Regions from separate parts of the Macaca fascicularis genome. Here region 1 is linked to region 2. The links are chromatin contacts, called in public Hi-C maps. All regions are on one chromosome and are shown on one strand. The core of a region is the stretch at or near the end of the contact, and the rest is flanking DNA. Distances in the headings are between cores, read along the strand shown.

Region 1 (3,249 bases), core at 300-2,799, 140 kb before region 2:
CAGGCCAGAGCGCGCCCCTCTTTGTGCCTCAGTTTGCCCACCTAGAGGTTAGTCCCGCAGGCGTGGCGGGTACATCTCAGGATCGGCAGAAAGTGCCACTGGGAGGCCAGCCGGAGTCGCGGGCCTTGCGCCGGGCCCACTGTCCAGATCCAGGGCTCACGAGAAAAACGAGGACTCAGGAGAGGGGCACGCCCGGCCAGGGCCCTAGAACCCTACGAACTACAAATCCCAGCAGACAGTGGGCCGCGGGGCGGGGTCTCGGAAGTTGCGGCCTGCGGTGCCTTTGCTGAGCCCAGGTCCGGAAGGCCTTCGGGGACTGGAGAACCACAACAGACCGGACACACACACACAGTCTCTCACACACACCGTCACACACACACGCTCGCGCGCGACGGGGAGCACAACAAACCCCCCCCCGGACACACACAGTCAACACAACAGACCCCCCCCCACCCGGACACACACACACACACACACACACACACACGCACGCACGCACGCACGCACGCACGCACGCGCGCACATACACACACACACACACACACACGCGCGCGCGCGCGCCCGCGCGTTCTGGCCGTACCCCTACAAACTACAAATCCCGGCAGGCAGCGGGACGTGGGGCGGGGCCTTGGGTGCTGATCCGGACGCAAAGATTGTACCAGGCAGGGTGGGGTTCCGGTGGCTGGGTGGAGGCTCTCCTGCTGGGGAGGAGATGGCCTTCTCTTCTCACAAACCCAGCTCCCCACCCCTGCACGCGCCGCTCTGCTCTGGAGTCGCTGGTCCGAGCCCTCCTTCTCTGCGAACCTGAGCCCCGCCGTGTCCTCCCTACGAGGTTGGGGCCGTGGGAGAAGAAGATGGTGGGTAGGGGGTTGGGCCCACAAGCTAGTAGGGACGCAGAGTGGCCTCCTGAACCCTTCCTCCATCGCCTAGAGCAAACTCCCATTCCTGGAGGTAGGAGCAGCCCAGACCCTGAGACTGAACTAGGTCCGTTAGGGTCCCTGTGTGGCCTGCAGGACTCATGGAGAAGCCCCCGGAAGGCCTGGGTCCTCCAAGTCAGGGATGTAGGTTCCAGGGTGTTCAGGCCGCGGTATCTGACCATCGTCGGCGCCCTGCGCCCAGGCATCAATTTTGCATGGCAGAGTCAAGGTGAAGTTAGGAGGCTGCCCGGAGGTAATAACCAGGTCACTCGCATTCACCATGCTCTCTCTCAAAGCACTCTCCTCACACCTCAGGGTCAAAAGTCAGAACTCTTGTCCTAACTTCCCAGGTTGCCCAAGGAGCTTCTGAGGCGCTACAGAAGGGACTTACCCAGACCCTTCAGTGCAAGCCAGGAACTCAGGGTCCGGCCTGCTCGGTGGGATGAGCTGTGCTGAGGCCCTACTTCATCCACCCTCCTGGGCCAGGGCGGCCTCTTTCCAGAGGCCTCTTCTCAGCTGATTTCTGGCTCCCAAGTGGGAGACTCAGGTTACACCTGTATCGGGAGCAGTGACACCACAGTGGCCAGCAACTCATTGGACTTTCTGTCTCCAACTCCATTTTCAGCTTTTACACTTCCTGATCTCGGCATATACTGCTACATCCTGGATCATCAAGGAAGGAGGAAAATACTTAGTCAATGAAGGTTTAGCCATGACCTTGTGTGTCGGTGAGATGTCATTCTTGTGTGATTAGGTCTAGGCGACCTACTTCCTAGAAATACTTCATTTAATCTCTAAACAACCTAGAAACAGCTCCAGAAGGGATATTCAAAGTAGATTGCCCAGACTCTCTTGATAGCAGATGTGGGGTTCATATTAACTGGTCGAGTGGTCTCTAAGCATGCCCATTTCTGCTTGGGAAGTTCTCAAAGGTTCGGTTTTCTGAGTGTTTCTGTTACAACAGTCAGCCTTTTGTTGAGTAGCTCTTCTGCCCCTAGAGACGAGAGATAGGTACCATAGAAACTTGGAGACAGCTATTGACTAAGCCCCTGGACTCTTTAATAAGAGTGCATTCTCTCTTTTTTTTGAGACGGAGTCTCGCTCTGTCGCCCAGGCTGAAGTGCAGTGGTGCAATCTCGGTCCACTGCAACCTCTGCTGCCTAGCTTAAGTGGTTTTCCTGCCTCAGCCTCCCAAATAGCTGAGATTATGGAATTACAGATGCACACCACCATGCCTGGCTAAATTTTATATTTTTAGTAGAGATGGGGTTTCACCATGTTGGCCAGGCTGGTCTCGAACTCCTGACCTTAGGTGACCAGCCCACTTCAGCCTCCCAAAGTGCTGGGATTACAGGCATGAGCCACTGCACCTGGCCTGAGCCCATTCTCTTATTATTAGAAATCTTATCATCAGAATGTGAGCTTCTGCATTCCAAGGCTTAGCACCAGACCCCCAAGTCAGTAATGACCCTTGGGACACGCAGTGTGCCAAAAGCCGTTTAATGCCCATTCCTGCCCCCTAAAGATCCAATCAGCAAATCAGCAGGGTACAGTTAAAGTCACAGAGCAGTATTGTTAGGTCATTACAGGGAATGTGGCTAAGGAAGGGCAAAGCCCAGCAAAAGTTGGGTTCTTTCACTCCACGGGCCTTGCCTTTATTTACCTTCCTGATGACTAAAGCCTGGTCCTCCAGGCCTTGCCTCTTCCACGGTCAGCCTCTGGGCCCAGGAAATGAGCGACAGGCTGCCATGCCCCTCCTCGCCACCAGGGGTCGCCCTCTCCCATGGCATGACTGCTCAGGTCCCCACAGTGGCCCGGGAGGGGGTGAGGGGACTGTGGCTTTGGCTCTGTGTACATCGTATGGCCTTGGCCAACATCCATTCTTCTTTGGCCTCGGCTTTTCTGTTGGTAAAAGGGAGGGGGGGTGATCTCAGGACCCTCCAGGACCATCAAGGAAGGAGGTGGGGTTGGAGATGTCGGGGAGACACCATGTCCAGTCTCTCCTAAAGGGGAGGGTAGAAGAGTGGCTGGGAACAGGAGAAGCTTGGCTCCCGGGCTCTGTGCTGAAGAAGGAAGCCTAAGCAGGGCCATGTTACATTTGGTGGAGGAGGGAGAGGGTAGGGGAGGAACAGACGATGGCTGCTCCCGCTAAGGAAGGCAAATAGAGGAAAGGACCCAGTGGGGTGGGGAAGGTCGGCCAGAGGTATCCAGAGAACCAGAGAAGGTGAGTGTGAGGGAGTCCTTGGTGATCCGTCTGCACTGGGGAAAAGGGTTTTCAGGAGATAAACAGCCGGGACCTCGGGGGATTGTGCCTCAGCCTAGGCCTGGTAGT
Region 2 (3,649 bases), core at 445-2,944:
GCTTGAGATAAGGCAGGGTTTCTCAACCTCAGGACTAGTCACATTTTGTGCTGGTTAATTATTTATTGAGAGGGATTGTCCAACGCACTACAGGACATTTAGGAGCATCCCTAACCTCTATACAGATGCCAGCAGTCACCTATTCTTCCTCCCCCAAGTTGTGACAACTAAAAATGTCTCTAAACATTGCCAAACGTCTCCCAAAGAGCAAAACTGCCTCCAGTTGAGAACTACTGGGCTAAGGGGACTAATATCTCCGCACATCTGTAAACCATTCCAAGCACACCACGCTGCCGCCTCAGTTAAGAAGCTCTCGATTAGAGAGTCACAGCCAAAATGTATGGCCCCGGTGACCCCCTGCTCTGTTTCTCTGAGTCCTCTGGGCAACCTCATGCCACAAGCAAAATGGGTCACTGCTGCCTGGCCTCTAAATATCATATAGCCTCAGATCAAAGCATTTCTAGCTGGGCTCGGTGGCTCATGCCTTTAATCCCAGCACTTTGGGAGGCTGATGCGGGTGGATCACCTGAAGTCAGGAGTTTGAGACCAGCCTGGCCAACATGGTGAAACCCTGTCTCTACTAAAAATACAAAAATAAAATAAAATAAAAAATTAGCCGGGTGTGGTGGGCGCCTGTAATCCCAGCTACTTGGGAGGCTGAGGCAGGAGAATCGCTTGAACCCGGGTGGCGGAGGTTACAGTGAGCCAAGATCGCACCATGGCACTCCAGAATGGGCAACAAGAACGAAAGTCCGTCTAAGAAAAAGAAATAAGAAAAAAAGCATTTCTGACCACCAAGTAAATCCTAACTGGAGGAGGCAAAGTAGGTTTAATCCTAAACTTCGAGAAGACCTCTTCTTTTATACCAATATCTTCAGCTCTGAGGAAAAGGGAGCTAAGTCTACTTGCAACCAAAAAAATTGACGATTGTCATTCTCCCACTCCCAACCAAACTGCTCCCACCCATAAACTAGACTCACCAAAAAGAAAACGAAAGACAGCCAGGCTTGCAGGGTCCGTTGGTCGATTCAGCAAGGTCACCAGCCTCCGCCAGCTGGACAAATCTGTCCACTCAAAACCCAAGAGTTTCCCCATTCGGCTGCCCTGCCTGGGCCCTGAGATCAGTTCAGCCTTGTCTTTCTGTACTTTATCTGCAACCAATAATTGGAGAAAATGTGTGCGCGGGGGTGGGCTCCACCTCAAATCACAGAAATCACAGCACCAACGGCCCAGAGCTTCCGCCCACCCGGGTTGGCTCAATAAGGTTGCCTCAATGATCTGACTATAGGAAACATCCCTGCAGTGCAGCCCCTTCTCCAAGATACCCCAGTGTCCCAAAACCCCTCAGACTACAGCCCCCTAATAGCAAAGTGTTCCCGAATATCATCATCGTCCAGAAGCCGCAGGCTGCAAATGTCTCACAGCACGCCACGCCCCCTTCCCCACGGAGGCCCCCCCCCCCCTCACCAGGAGACACTGGGCGTCCTCCCTCCCCCGCCCCTCTGAGACCAGTGCTCCTCGGAACTCTCCGCCGGAGGCCGGGGTCCTAAGCCTACCTAAGCTGGGCGAAGTCCGCGCCGACCGGACAGACACCGCCATTGCTCCGTGGAGGAGGAAGGTGGGTCACAGCAGCCGCTTCTGAACAGAAGCCGCCAGGAAAATTTGCTGCCCTAGGCTCCGCCTCCCGACGCGTCAGCAGCTGTGCGGCCGGGCGCAAAGCGCCAGCACTGTCGTAAATACTACCCCCGACCGGCGGCGCCGGATTCCTTGCTTGGCGGCAGGGGGTGGAACGAGGAGCCTTGGGGCGGGGCAAAGATACCCCCTAGTGCAGTTGGGCTCCAGGCGCACTGCTAGACTGGCATCTTATGCCTTCCGAGAGGCGTCTTCTTTTTAAACACTGAAAAGAGTCTGAGTTCCCCAACCTCCTTGGGTCCTCCCCGACACCATTAGTCCTCTCCGTCGCTCCGTCCGTGCAGTGCTCTCTGGTGTGAGGGATCGGGCGCAAAGGGCAAACTTTTTGTCAGAGATTGACGCCCAATTGAGGATGCACCTGGAAGGGCTGCCCCGGTTTTGAGCTATTGCAAGACCCCTTCACTTTATTTTCCAGGACCTGCAAAGAACCGAGGTTTCAAAGCAGTAGGTAATCCCAGCAGTTTGGAAGGCCAAGGCGGTAGGATCCATAAAGAACAACAACAACAACAAAAAGGCAACAACATAAACAGAAAAACCACTGAAAAAAAAACTGTGTGTGTGTCGCGCGCTCCTGTGGTTTCAGCTACTCGGGAGGCTGAGGTGGGAGGTTCGCTTGAGCCCAGGAGTTCGAAGCTGCAGCGAGCTGTGATCGCACCACTGCACTCCAGCCTGGGCGACAGAGTGAGACCCTGTCTAAAAAAAAAAAAAAACACACAGGTGCAGCAGCTCACGCCTGTAATCCCAGCAGTTTGAGAGGCCGAAGCGGGCAGATCATGAGGTCAGGAGTTCGAGACCAGCCTGGCCAACATGGTGAAACCCCGTCTCTACTAAAAATATGAAAGTTATCCGGGCATGGTGGCGCGCGCCTGTAATCTTAGCTACTCGGGAGGCTGAAGCAGGAGAATCACTTGAACCCAGGAGGCGGAGGTTGCAGTGAGCCAAGATTGCACCACTGCATTCCAGCCTGGGCGACAGAGTGAGACTCCGTCTCAAAAAATAAACAAAAAGCGAAAAAGAAAGAGAAAGGAAAGAAAAGGCGGGAAGAAAAGAAAGAAGGAAAATAAAAAGCAGCCGGGGAAACAGGAACAACATAACCGAAGAGGGGATACAGAGCAAGGGCAGTAAGTAGAGTGTGGCCCATCAGAGAAGGTTCTCAGGCGAGTCTGGAACAGAATTGTAATACCTAAATCTCTCCACTGGGATTAGCCATCAGGAAAAGAATAAGGCATCCCAGGCCGGGCGCGGTGGCTCAAGCCTGTAATTCCAGCACTTTGGGAGGCCGAGACGGGTGGATCACGAGGTCAGAAGATCGAGACCATTCTGGCGAACACGGTGAAACCCCGTCTCTACTAAAAAATACAAAAACTAGCCGGGCGAGATGGCGGGCGCCTGTAGTCCCAGTTACTTGGGAGGCTGAGGCAGGAGAATGGCGTAAACCCGGGAGGCGGAGCTTGCAGTGAGCTGAGATCCGGCCACTGCACTCCAGCCCGGGCGACAGAGCGAGACTCCGTCTCAAAAAAAAAAAAAAAAAAAAGAATAAGGCATCCCAGAGAAGTAGTTCTCAAACTGTTGGGTCTTGGGAACCATTTACAGTGTTAGAAATTATAGAAGATCCTAAAAGCTTTGTTTACGTGGATTATATCTTTTAATATTTGCCGTATTAGAAATTTTTTGGGAGGACGAGGCAGGTGGATCACGAGGTCGGGAGATCGAGACCATCCTGGGTAACACGGTGAAACCCCGTCTCTACTAAAAATACAAAAAATTAGCCGGGCATGGTGGCAGGTGCCTGTAGTCCCAGCTACTCGGGAGGCTGAGGCAGGAGAATCGCTTGAACCCGGGAGACAGAGGTTGCAGTGAGCCCAGATTGCGCCACTATACTCCAGCCAGGGTGAAAGGGCAATACTCTGTCTCAAAAAAAAAAAAAAAAAAAAAAATTTCTAGCTTGTACTACAAA

What was found. A called contact is a pair of places that touch in the nucleus more often than the background predicts.
Region 1: a Hi-C map of liver shows a contact between it and region 2, with 4 times the contacts expected there. The contact joins the promoter of CAPG here to the promoter of GGCX in region 2. A contact is called at or near these places in 2 of 2 Hi-C or Micro-C datasets (liver and skeletal muscle).

The regions. Positions count from the first base shown.
Region 1 is chr13:36,167,782-36,171,030 of T2T-MFA8v1.1, reverse strand. CAPG (capping actin protein, gelsolin like) reads right to left here and starts at 1,549. Exons shown (of 10, transcript XM_015433475.3): 1 at 1,309-1,549. SH2D6 (SH2 domain containing 6) reads left to right here and starts at 656. Exons shown (of 15, transcript XM_074011432.1): 1 at 656-832; 2 at 1,543-1,645.
Region 2 is chr13:36,026,784-36,030,432 of T2T-MFA8v1.1, reverse strand. It overlaps GGCX (gamma-glutamyl carboxylase), which reads right to left and starts at 1,694. Exons shown (of 14, transcript XR_012422110.1): 1 at 1,557-1,694; 2 at 981-1,151.